Regions from separate parts of the Sus scrofa genome. Here all the other regions are linked to region 2. Evidence: chromatin contacts called from public Hi-C data. All regions are on one chromosome and are shown on one strand. The core of a region is the stretch at or near the end of the contact, and the rest is flanking DNA. Distances in the headings are between cores, read along the strand shown. Region 1 holds the start of EFNA4 (ephrin-A4). Region 2 holds the start of CHRNB2 (neuronal acetylcholine receptor subunit beta-2). Region 3 holds the start of PMVK (phosphomevalonate kinase).

Evidence for each region. A called contact is a pair of places that touch in the nucleus more often than the background predicts.
Region 1: a Hi-C map of liver shows a contact between it and region 2, with 4 times the contacts expected there. A contact is called at or near these places in 3 of 5 promoter capture datasets (fetal liver, fetal skeletal muscle and liver) and 3 of 47 Hi-C or Micro-C datasets (embryonic fibroblasts, liver and skeletal muscle).
Region 3: a contact with region 2 is called in a Hi-C map of liver, with 4 times the contacts expected there. A contact is called at or near these places in 1 of 5 promoter capture datasets (fetal skeletal muscle), 5 of 47 Hi-C or Micro-C datasets (embryonic fibroblasts, fetal skeletal muscle, liver and 1 more) and 2 of 2 datasets of targeted methods (alveolar macrophages and skeletal muscle).

Annotation. Positions count from the first base shown.
Region 1 is chr4:94,733,300-94,737,080 of Sscrofa11.1, forward strand. It overlaps EFNA4 (ephrin-A4), which reads right to left and starts at 2,279. Exons shown (of 4, transcript XM_005663331.3): 1 at 2,073-2,279. The coding sequence starts at 2,185. ADAM15 (disintegrin and metalloproteinase domain-containing protein 15) reads right to left here. Exons shown (of 21, transcript XM_001929336.5): 20 at 3,759-3,781; 21 at 3,342-3,665. The coding sequence ends at 3,623.
Region 2 is chr4:95,208,973-95,212,581 of Sscrofa11.1, forward strand. CHRNB2 (neuronal acetylcholine receptor subunit beta-2) reads right to left here and starts at 2,112. Exons shown (of 6, transcript XM_003125722.4): 1 at 1,743-2,112; 2 at 240-385; 3 at 9-53. The coding sequence starts at 1,806. LOC110260318 (a long non-coding RNA gene) reads left to right here and starts at 2,187. Exons shown (of 3, transcript XR_002343431.1): 1 at 2,187-2,323; 2 at 2,625-2,710.
Region 3 is chr4:94,859,891-94,863,698 of Sscrofa11.1, forward strand. It overlaps PMVK (phosphomevalonate kinase), which reads left to right and starts at 1,778. Exons shown (of 5, transcript NM_001168416.1): 1 at 1,778-1,950. The coding sequence starts at 1,856.

The sequences.
Region 1 (3,781 bases), core at 1,029-3,528, 480 kb before region 2:
TGCTAAGTGGATGGGGCCGAGGCAAGGGGGACAGATCTGGGCCCATCATGCAGTCACAGACCAGAGAGGGTGACCGGAACAGTATCCTCAGTAACAGATGCAGAGAGAGGAAGGCTGCCTTTTAAGACCTCAGTTCAGGGGTTCCCATCATCGTGGCACAGTTGTTAATGAATCCGACTGGGAACCATGTGGTTGCAGGTTCGATCCCTGGCCTTGCTCAGTGGGTTTAGGGATCCAGTGCTGCCTTGAGCTGTGGTGTAGGCCACAGACACAGCTCGGATCCCGCGTTGCTGTGGTTGTGGTGTAGGCCAGTGGCTACAGCTCCGATTCGACCCTTAGCCTGCGAACCTCCATGTGCCACGGGAGCGGCCCTAGAAAAGGCAAAAAGACAAAAAAAAAAAGACCACAGTTCAATGCTAAAAAGAACGCCATAGTTAAAAAAGAAAGAGAGAGAGGGGAAGAAAGAAAAAGAAAGGCAAGGAAGGAAGAAAGGAAAAGAATGAGAGCGGATGGTGGGAACCTCCTTTTTTTTTGCCAGGACAAGGAAGTGCCAGACATGGAGGGGAGCCCCATCCACATATCCCCCAATCTTTGGCCTCCTCAGGAGAAAAGATTTCCTCAGGAAAAAGATTTCACCTCTTGGGAGATGCCCAGGGGGAGCCAGTACAGGTGGGAAGGTCTGGGGCAGGCTGCCCTGCCCCCCAGGATCAAATACCGTGCGAACCACTTTCCCTCCCTCCCCACCAGACACAGCCCAGCACGCCTCACCAAAGGCCCCAGCCCTCTCTCAATGGGTGGTCTCAGGACCACCTGCATCAGGAGTTCTGATTAGAAATGCAGATTCCTGGGCTCAGCTCAGACCTCCTAGAACACTAGCTGGGCCTTTGTATGTTTTGTTCCAAGGGATCCCCAGTGCCTGGAAAAGTGTCTAGCACAAGGACAGCACTCCATACATATTTGTGGATTGAACGAATGAGCCAGAAACCTCAGAGTTAAGGGCTAGGAACCTGAGTTTTTACTAAGTCCTCGAAGTGATTCAGAGGCAGTGGTCTGGAACAGAGAGAGGAATTCAGATTCGGAGGACAACAACAGATTTTATCGCATGGTACTGGTATTGTCCTGACCTGTCCTGAAGCCTGCTCACCCAGGGGTCCTTTGGGTTCCCAGAGGACAGAGCCTAGGTCTTCTCTCTAATCCCCAGCACCCTAGCACGGGTCCTGGAACACAATACACTTTTAATAAATGTTAGTGAGCGAACAAACGGAGTCACAGATTGTCTCAAGTAGAAAATCAGAAAGGAAAACAGATGGAGACATCAGAGCAGCAGGGAGAATTGGGGAGGAGGATTTAACAGGAAAAAATATCGAGGTTCAAAGGCAGACAGCTCAGGAAAGAGAAAGAAATAATAGTTTATATCTGTACAGCCTGCACCTCTTTCACACACATGATCTCAGTTGGTCCGCCTGATTTCCCAGGGTACTAGGCGTTATTAGCCCATTTTACAGATGAGATAAGCGAGGTTAGGGAGGTCAAACGGCTTGCCCAAAGGTGATTCAGCTAGAAGGGCAGGGCCGAGACTGCACAGAAATAGAAGGACTAATAATGACCGAGATGAAAGCAGCACTGCCAGATGAAATCAGGAGAAAGAGCGAGCGCCAAGGGGGAGGCCAAGCGACCAGAAGAGTAACGCGCTTTCACAAAAGTAAAGCCCCCACCCTCCCTCTCAAGTCAGCCCGCCCGGAGCGGAGTGGGACCGAGGCTGGGGATCCGCGGGAGAGAAGTGAGGGGGGCGGGGCTCGGAGTGCCGGCCGAGGCCCCCAAGCTCCGGGTTCCGAGACCCTACCGACTGCCCTCTGGGCCGGGGTCCTCCGCTCGCCCCCCAAAGCGTGCAGGCGGGGGTGGGGGGCCCCGGGCACGCCTCGCCCCTCCCTCCTCCCCCGCCGGCTCAAACAAAGGAGCCCTAGCGCGCGGCCAAGCTCAAGCGGCGCCGCGCACAGAGCGAGTGTCGGGCGCGCGCCCGCGCCGGGCGCGCGCAGGCCCGGCTCGCCCTTCGCCGGGTTCGGCCCGGCTACCTGGGGTTACTGGAGTTCCAATAGACCTCGTGGCGGAGACCAGAGCTCCCTCTCAGAGGGGAGCTGAGGAGCGCGGCCCAGAGGACAGTCCGCAGCAGGGGCTGCAGCCGCATCGCCCCCGGGGTCTGGTTTAGTCTGGCCCGGCCTGTCCCGGCCCGCTTCGCAGTCGCGGCGAGAAAGGTACAAAGTGCAGAGGAGGGGGGTGTGGGGGGGCTTTGCGGGTAGGGGGGTGGGGTGCCGACACACAGGCCCGGCCTCCAGATAACTTTCCACCAATGGGGGCGCGTCTCCGCCTCTTCATTCAAAGCCAACTCTGATTAACCTTCTGTGCGCCGTGGCGCGCCGCCCGCTTACCAAACTCTCGCTAAGGCTGGACTGCATTTCGAGAGGGCGGCGTGGAGGGGCTTAGTTCACTGTCTAGGAGTTGTTTTAGGGAGGTCGTGTCTTTCATGTCTGTATTACTACTGAATAGAAAACCCTATTAAATCTTTGGAATATTTAAATATGTGCCCATGCTTTTTGCTCAGAAAGAGGCAAGTGAGACACGGGCAAGGATCCACCAAGCTTGTCCAGCCATCTTAGGCACCATTGCTCGTTTTTCTTTGCATACGTAGGGACAGCGCGAGGGGAAGGGACAAATCGCCTCCTGGGACATTCCCTCCACCCCCACAGAGCCTCAGGTGGCGAGCTTGATGCTCGTCTCGGAGTCGGCGCCTGTCCCTTCCCGCTCCACACCTTCGTTCTCGGTGAAGGAAGGCCCCAGTCTCAAAGACGAAATAATGAGGTGGTTGCGGCCGGTACAAAGCACCTTTGTTCCTGAACCCTCAGGTGGGGGCGGGGGAGAGGAGAGGCAGGTGTGCGGCCTTGGGATCGTGGGAGCCGCCGCCCCGCCCCGCCCCAGCTCCGGGGCTCTGAGAGCACCAGCCAATTCCATTTTTCCCAGCCACTGGTCAGAGGGTGGGGACGGCGGATCCAACAGCTTGGCCGGTTTGTCGATGGCCGCCGCCAGAGGCCGCGCAGGGTTGGGGGCAAGGACATAGCGACTGGGGGCGGCAGAGAGCGTACAACCCCCTTTGTGGTACTGAACTGTGCAGAGAGTCATCCCAGGCTGGGCATAAACGAGCCGCGAGCGGCCCGGGGACACTTGCGAACCCAGCCTGGGACTCTTGCGGGCCGGACTTCGTCTGGGGCGGCAGCGTCTCCTGGCGGCCAGACCTGGAATCGTGGCATGGGAGACCCTCCTTCCTTAAGCAGACAAACTTCAAGGCGCGCTCCCAAGACCTTACGTTTATTGCGGCTGAGCAGAGACAGGCTACGTGCACCTCCCTCAGCCCCGTCCAGCGCCCAGCCCCTCCCCAACCACCAGCTGCCACTGCATGGGTGGGTCCCCAGGGTGCTGCTCGACAGTGCAAGTAGGTGCCTGGTCTTAGGATGCCTGCTCCGTAGCGTCCAGGCTCCAGCTACTTCAGTCGTCGAGGGGGACTCCGGCGGTCGGGTCCGCCTGTTGAAGTCCTAAGTCCAGGTTGGAGGCAGCAGAACCTCAGAAGAGGTCAGAGGTAGAGGGAGGACATTGCTGGGGGTGGCGGCGCAGGCCTGGGATGTGGGAAGCCAAGAAAAAGGTCAGAGGTCCCCTTTCCCCAGACGACTCACCCCGCCGGCCCATCCTTACCTCCCCACCTTCCTTACCTGGAGGGTACCACCGGGGGCGG
Region 2 (3,609 bases), core at 862-3,361:
GCACTAACCTGAGTCAGCCAGACATTAGTGGTCATGATCTGCTCTCGCTCATGCTGCAGGAAAGAAGAGAAGCTGCTGAGAAGCCTCCTCCACCCCCACAAGCCTGTGGGTCCCCTACAGCACCCATGCTCCCTCCCACACTTCCTCAAGCCTTGGGACCTCCAGAAGAATAAGCACAAACACAGTCTGGCTCTGCTGATGTCAGTAGCTGGGCAGAAAGTTTAGGACCCCCAACTCACCACACTGATGAGCTGGGCTAATGATACCATGAGCTGTACTGTCACCAACTCAGAGCCATTGGTGGCTGGGCGGATAAGCTTGTTGTAGCGGGAAGGATCCAGGAGATGCTCCACCAGCCGCTCCTCTGTGTCTGTACCCCAGACTCCTGGGCGTTGGGGGGAAGAGGGCAGGAGGTAAGTATGTAGGCCCACCCAGGATCCCACTCTCCTTAGGTAAGTATGACAACCCAGGCCCAGACAGGAGGCTATAGCTTCCCAGTGCTCCATCCCTAAAGATATAGCAAAATGCGGAGGTTACCCCATGGAAGCCCCTCACAGAGACGTCCCTCTCTAAGACCACCGACCAAGGAGCCCAGACAGCACCTCCACACACGTCTCCAGACTAAGAACCCATCCTGGGAATTCCCTGGTATCTCAGCAAGTTAAGGATCCAGTGTTGTCACTGTAGTGGCCTGAGTCACTGCTATGGTGCAGGTTTGATCCCTGGCCCAGGAACTTCCCCATGCCCTAGGCACAGCCAAAAAAATAGTAATAATTTAAAAAATAAAATAAGAACTCATTCTGCAAGGATTAGTGGAGACCTGCCCTTTCTGCAAGGTCTCAGAGGATGGTTTCAAAAGCCTTGAGATTTCTGTCTCCATGGCTTCTCCTGGAAGATACGTATAGTTCAAGGAAGGCTTTGGAGGATGGTGGAAGGGGAACAGTTATTCATGTCCCATCGCACAGCCTCTTTCCTCAGTCAGTGCCCATCTACGTGTGCAAGCAACACTATGTGCCTCTACATGTGGCTGTGACTGTGACACCCCTCTCCCCCCAAAGGTACTGGCTACCAGAGCCATGGTTCAGGGCATATATTTAGTCCCCAGTTCCATGCATACGGAGCCCACCTCTCATGAGACTGCAGGCAGGTATGGAAAGCCCATCTCCTTCCCCACTCTATCGCCTTCTGCAACTCTGCACGAATGCATCCCACCCCTCAGAGACTCCTCCCTGGCTCTCAGCCTGGCAAAGCTTCTTCCCTTCCGAGTCTCCTGTCCACCCTACAAGGGAGTTGAGAAGTCCTTCTCTCCCCTTCCCGCCTTGCCTCTGTGGAGTGAGCAAGATCAGGAGTTCAACGTGAAGGACAGGAAATGATGGGGAGCCAAGGGACGGTGCTGAACCAGGTACATTTTCTTGATATAATGTTTCACAAGAAGCCAAATGGCATCTCAGCTACAGAGTCTCCCCTTCCTGCCACCCCAGAAAGCGGGGGGAGGGGGGGAACGACGACACGCCTCCCTCCTTCCTCTCTGTTTTCACCCCCTCCCCACCATCACTGCCCAGGTTGCCGTCTCTTCCCAGCATCACTTGGGTTTGTCCTCCTCCCAGTTCAGTTTCCCAGGTACTCCCTGCAGTCCAGAGGTTCTCTCCTATAATCCCCAGTAGACTCCCCGCTTTAGGGATCCCTCCCTTCCACCTTCGAGCCTGACCCGGGTGAGACAGGGCGCGGAAACTTGTCCTTACCTGAGCACAGCCCGAGGAGGCCGATGCTGAGGAGCAGCGCCATGGGGCCAGAGCGCCAGGCCATGCCTCTGGCATAGCTCGCCGGCTCGCCTAAAGTGGTGGGAGCGCGCCGCAGGCTGGAGGGCCGCGGGCTGAGCGCTGTCCGTGGTGCTGAAGCCGATCCCTCCCCGCCCCGCCCCGCCCCGCCCGCCCCCAGCTGGAGCTGAGCCCAGGTTGTGCTTGCGGCCTTGGGTGCTGCCGTGCCGGCCGTCACGGAGGTTCCTGGGGCTCAACGAGCTGGCTGCATGAAGCAACTAGCTTCTCGCTTATCCTGGGCTGAGCAGGCGGAGGCTTTTCCGGCTGCTCTTCCTCGGAATACAATTGGGTGGGGGGGGGGGGAGGAGTCTCCGCCCCGGAGGCGGAAGCGCCTGAGCTCAGAATAAAAGGGGTCTCTGCGTGGGGTATTCTCCTGTTGGTCCTGCTTGGTTAGGGTGTGCGTGAGGCGGAAGACGGAAGATTCACGGGACGGCGGAGGAGTTTTGAAGCCCCAAAGTTGGAGCCAGACCTGGAGGGGTCTGAAAAGCTTCTGGAGGAAAAAGCGAGTAAGACAAATAGGCCAGGACCCTCTAAGCACCGGGGATCGAGGGCCAGAATGAGGAGGCAGGAATTTCTGGGGTACCCCCCCTTTTCTTTTTCCTCTTTTCTCTCTCAAGATCATTTTTTCTCAAATGATCTTGCTTCCTGGGAAGGCTGAGGATGCAGCCAAGAAAATGCATTTTAGGCCCCCAGAGAAAGTGATAGAGGGGTGTAGATATGCTGTTTTAAGAAAGCGAACAATTTTGGTGTCTGGAAACAGGATCCCCTCACCTGTTCCCTTCTCTGCCCCCATAATCTTCCTAAAAGGCCAAGCTTTCTGCCCTCCCGCAGGGGATCTAAGGTGGGCCCTGTGGACACTGCCTGAAAAGAAGGCGACCTTCAAGAATGGAAGGGTAAGTGGCCCTTATCAATTAGCCTTTCTCATCGAATTCCCTGCCTCTCCAGTCTTTGGCTTCTGTATGACAAGGGGGATCAGAGAATGATTTCACAGAGGCCAGCCCAAGAATGAGGCTAACACAAAGGAGAGCAAAGATGAGACAGAGACAGAGAGAGGTGTCAAAACTCAATGACATCTTTGATCTTGAAAGCCCTGAACTTTTAGCTTCTGAGCCAATAAAGGCTTCCTTTTTTTCCTAGGTGGATTTTGTCACTTTCAACCAAAAGATTCCTGACTAAAGCAGTCTTATCATACATCAAGGCTCTGTCTCATTCCAGCTCTGCCTATTTCTTCCACCTCCTCTGGGCCACTACCCCCAGCCCCATACTCCTATTGGCAATGTCTTTAAGATCCTCCCATCCTCCACACCTAAGGGCCTTTTAAACATGTAGTTCCCTTGATCCTTTTATCACCTGTTTTCCTTCTGCCACCTTCTACTTAGCTGTGAACATCTGGCAGAAATATCAGTTCCTTTGGGAAGTTGTGCCCGACCAAAGATTAGGTCAGGTGCCCTGCTCTATGTTTCTAGAGGATGTTCAATGAGTGAACAAATCAGTCTAAGGTGATAGCCGTCTCTCCTGCTAGATCATGAACGAGCAGCCGCAGTGCCTGGCATATTGTGAGGACTCCACAAATTAGGAAAAAGGACTGGTACTGGACAGACATCTTTTAACATGTAGAGGAGAATTCCTCTCTAAAAGCTCATGTAAAAGCCACATATTTAATATGTACTTAGCTTCTGGAATTGAGAAGGAAAAGCAAGACGAGGATCAGCAAAGGACTGGAGACGATGTGGGATGAGTAGGGACCCCATGGTGCATGAGGAAGTAGCCACAAGCTCCAGAGCACATGCGT
Region 3 (3,808 bases), core at 528-3,027, 350 kb before region 2:
CCACAGCCACAGCAACACAGGATCTGAGCCACATCTGCGACCTACACCACAGCTCACGACAACAACGGAGCCTTAACCCACTGAGGGAGGCCAGGGATCGAATGCACAACCTCATGGTTCCTAGTCAGATTCATCTCTGCTGAGCCACGACGGGAACTCTCCAAAGCATTTTCATTGTTTTTTAGCATGTGTTGTCCTCATTTCCTTCTTATTGCAACCCAGCGAGGTGTGCATTATCAATGATGAACTCAGAGTGACTTGCTGACGGTCACGTTCCCGCTAAGAGTCAAAGCTGGGATTACAACTCCCCTCTAGCTGCCCTCTAAATTCCCAGATGAGTGTACTGCTTTCAGAGTTGTTTACAAGAAAAAAAAGACCTTCCCAAAGTCCAATCTTTGTGTATCTGACCATTGATCATTCAATGTCCACAGCTTCTCCTGTGCCATGTTTTCAATATTCAGTGAATTAATGGTTTCTCTCAAAGAAGGTCTTTCCATCTCATTTCTCTGCACATGACCTTATAGCTTGTAAGATGGAGGCAGTAATGGGTCGCAGGCCCTGTGTTGACAAGCTCAGAGAACTACCGGACAGCTGTGACAGAGCCAGAGCTAAAGAAACTCCACTTGCAGGAGTTCACCTTGTGGCTCAGCGGAAACGAATCCGACTAGTATCCATGAGGCCACGATTCCTGGCCTCGCTCAGTGGGTTAAGGATCTGGCGTTGCCACGAGCTGCGGTGTAGGTCGCAGACCCAGCATTGCTGGGGATGTGGTGTAGGCAGGTAGCTACAGCTCTGCTTCCACTCCTAGCCTGGGAACTTCCATATGCCCCGGTGCGGCTCTAAAAAGCAAAATAATTAAATACATAAAACAAAAAAAAGAAATTCTGATTGCTTAACGGGCTGGCTGTCAACCGCTGGGAGCAGAGGCAGGACTGGGAATTCAGGGAAGGGACAGATCAGCATCCCTTATTTTTCCCCCTAGAACTCCTGGCTGAGAGCTGGACTCCACATAAAACTAGGTAATTTCCAGAAGTGGCTTCAAAGCCCCCTTTTAACTTATTCTATAGTCATTCCAAGCTCTGTGGATTCCGAAAATCTTTGGAGTGAAGGATGCGGCTAGAAAAGCGATGAGAATTTTCTCGCGGGCCTTAAAGGGTCGAACACATCGACCCCTCCGGTTTTCAAACCGGCTTAACAATAAAATCAGGTCTTTTGACTAAGTCCCACCCCCAGCATGACGTCACCAGACACACCTCTCGAGTCCTCGCCAGGTTTCGTCTCCAGAAACACCCATTTTCACTGTGGGGCATATAAGGATTGGCTTTACACGTACATTAAAATGCACAGATAAAAAGGCAGTTTTGAAAACGTCTGCAATATGAACACGTTTATTCTTTTTTTTCACAATTTTTTAGGACGGTGTGGAAGACAGCGTGAGGGTCACTTCGGACATTTTAAGATGTCACTCCTCCTCGGAGGAAAATAGTCGCGTCCAATTCCCGCCCCCTCACGTGTCACGAGCGTCAGCTCAGAAGGCGAGGCCGTGACGTTAGAGTCTGGGCGGGTTGGACTGTTCCAAATGAGTTCTGGCAGGGGAGCTTCTTTAGGGGAGAAAGCTGCCCAGGGACTTAACCTTCTTTCTCTCCACAGTCCATTTATGTAGGCTTTAGTGTAAAGGCACAGAAGCACTTGTGCAGGTTGACCATCCTCTCCACGGCCATGGAGAAGACGGGCGGGCGGAACCCCTTCTTGTTGCCGCTCCATCCAGTGGCCGCGTCCATTCTGTGCCGGGTGGCTCGATTTAAGGGGTAAGGGTTCAGGATCCGCTGTAGGGATCGCAAAGCGTAGCGGCCCCATGGCACCCCTGGGAAGCGTCCCGCGGTTGGTGCTGCTTTTCAGCGGGAAGAGGAAATCCGGGAAGGACTTCGTGACCGAGGCGCTGCAGAGCAGGTGTCCGTGGGGCCGGGACGGAGGAGGACCGGGGAGATCCCCAGTCACGTGACACGAGGGGTGTGTTTGGGTGTGATAGAGTGTACTTTGCGTAGGGGGTCCTCATGTTGCTGGGCAGGGGGAGCCCTGGGCGGCGAGAGGTGCAGGATTGTCACCATCACGTTGAAGAGAATCTACACACAGCCCTCCTCAAAGAACCAGGGGCCCACCTCTCCAGAAGCTGTAAGCTGTTAGGTCTCTCCAAGAAGCATAAAGAAGTTATAAAAAAGGCACTTTTTATAAACCACTCCCAGTCTTCCAGACAGTGTTGCCAGGTAACTGTTACAGATGAGGAAATTGAGTCACAAATAAAGGAATTTTCTCAGCCCACACCCCAGTGTGTCTGACTCCAAAGACAAATCTTTGCCCCACAATCACCTAGGACCTGGGGTTTATTTGAGCCTTTATTGTGTGCCAAATACTGTATGGATATATAATTTAATTCTCAAAATTTCTTTGTTAGGTACTGTGTGGTCTTATTCGTCAGTATCTCCGTTTCACAAATGAAGAAACCCACACTCTGAAAAGTTAAAAAACAAAACAAAACAAAACAGGAGTTCCCGTTGTGGCACAGCGGTTAACGAATCTGACTAGGAACCATGAGGCTGCGCGTTCGATCCCTGGCCTCGCTCAGTGGGTTAAGGATCTGGTGTTGCTGTGAGCTGTGGTGTAGGTCACAGAGGAGGCTCGGATCTCCCGTTGCTGTGGCTGTGGCGTAGGCTGGCAGCTACAGCTCCGATTAGACCCCTAGCCTCCATGTACTGTGGGAGCAGCCCAAGAAATGGCAAAAAAACAAACAAGCAAGCAAACCCCAAAACCCAGACCCAGACTTGCCAGGAGCACAAAGTAATTGGCAGATCCAGGACTCAAATTCAGCTTTAGTCTAGCTCCAAGGAATGAATTCCTTCTGCTTTATCCCACTGCTTCTCCAGATAATACCTTTTGCTCAGGTTTTCTCTCCAAGTAAGATGTTCGGTGTGGGAGCACTTTTGCTGAGATGCGGCCCTGGAGAGCACAGAAGCCAGGTCCTCTTGAGGGCCAGTGTGGTGGGGGTACCAGGAGGTTGCTTTGGGGCACCATGGGGGTTCTAAGAGGTTGTGGAAAAGCCCAGGGCAGAGTTTGCCACCTGAATCGTTCACCACTAAGTGTCTGCCACTTTCTCCTAAGTTTTGTTTCTCTTCACCCCCAAACACAGAAATCAAATAGTGGTCAGAAGCACAGGCTCTGGAATTAGACTGCTGGGATTCAAATCCTGACTCACCACTTATTGGAGTGTGATCTTGCACAAGTTTCTTATGAACTGTGTGCCTCAGTTTTGCCATCTGTAAAATGGAGTCAGTAATAGGGTTAAATGAGATAATGTACATGAAGGGCTTGGAATAATTCTTGGCACTTAGTTGAGACACAGGACCTAAATCCTGGCTTTTTAAAAAAGTTTTTACTTTTTTAATGTTTTTTTTTGTCTTTTTAGGGCCGCACCCATGGCATATGGAGGTTCCCAGCTAGGGGTCAAATCGGAGCTACAGTTGCCAGCCAACACCACAGCCACAGCTGTGCTGGGTCCGAGCCATGTCTGTGATCTACACCACAGCTCATGGCAATGCTCGATCCTTAACCCGCTGAGGGAGACCAGGGATCAAACTTGCGTCCTCATGGATCCTAGCTGGGTTCGTTAACTAACGGGAATTCCTATTTTTATTTTACCAATATTGGCCTTGTTACTTGCAGTGGAGCTTTGGGCGAGTCAGTTTTCCTCACTCAACCTCAGTTTTCTCATCTGAAACATGGAAGTAAGAACACCTGTCTCGCCATGTCAGTG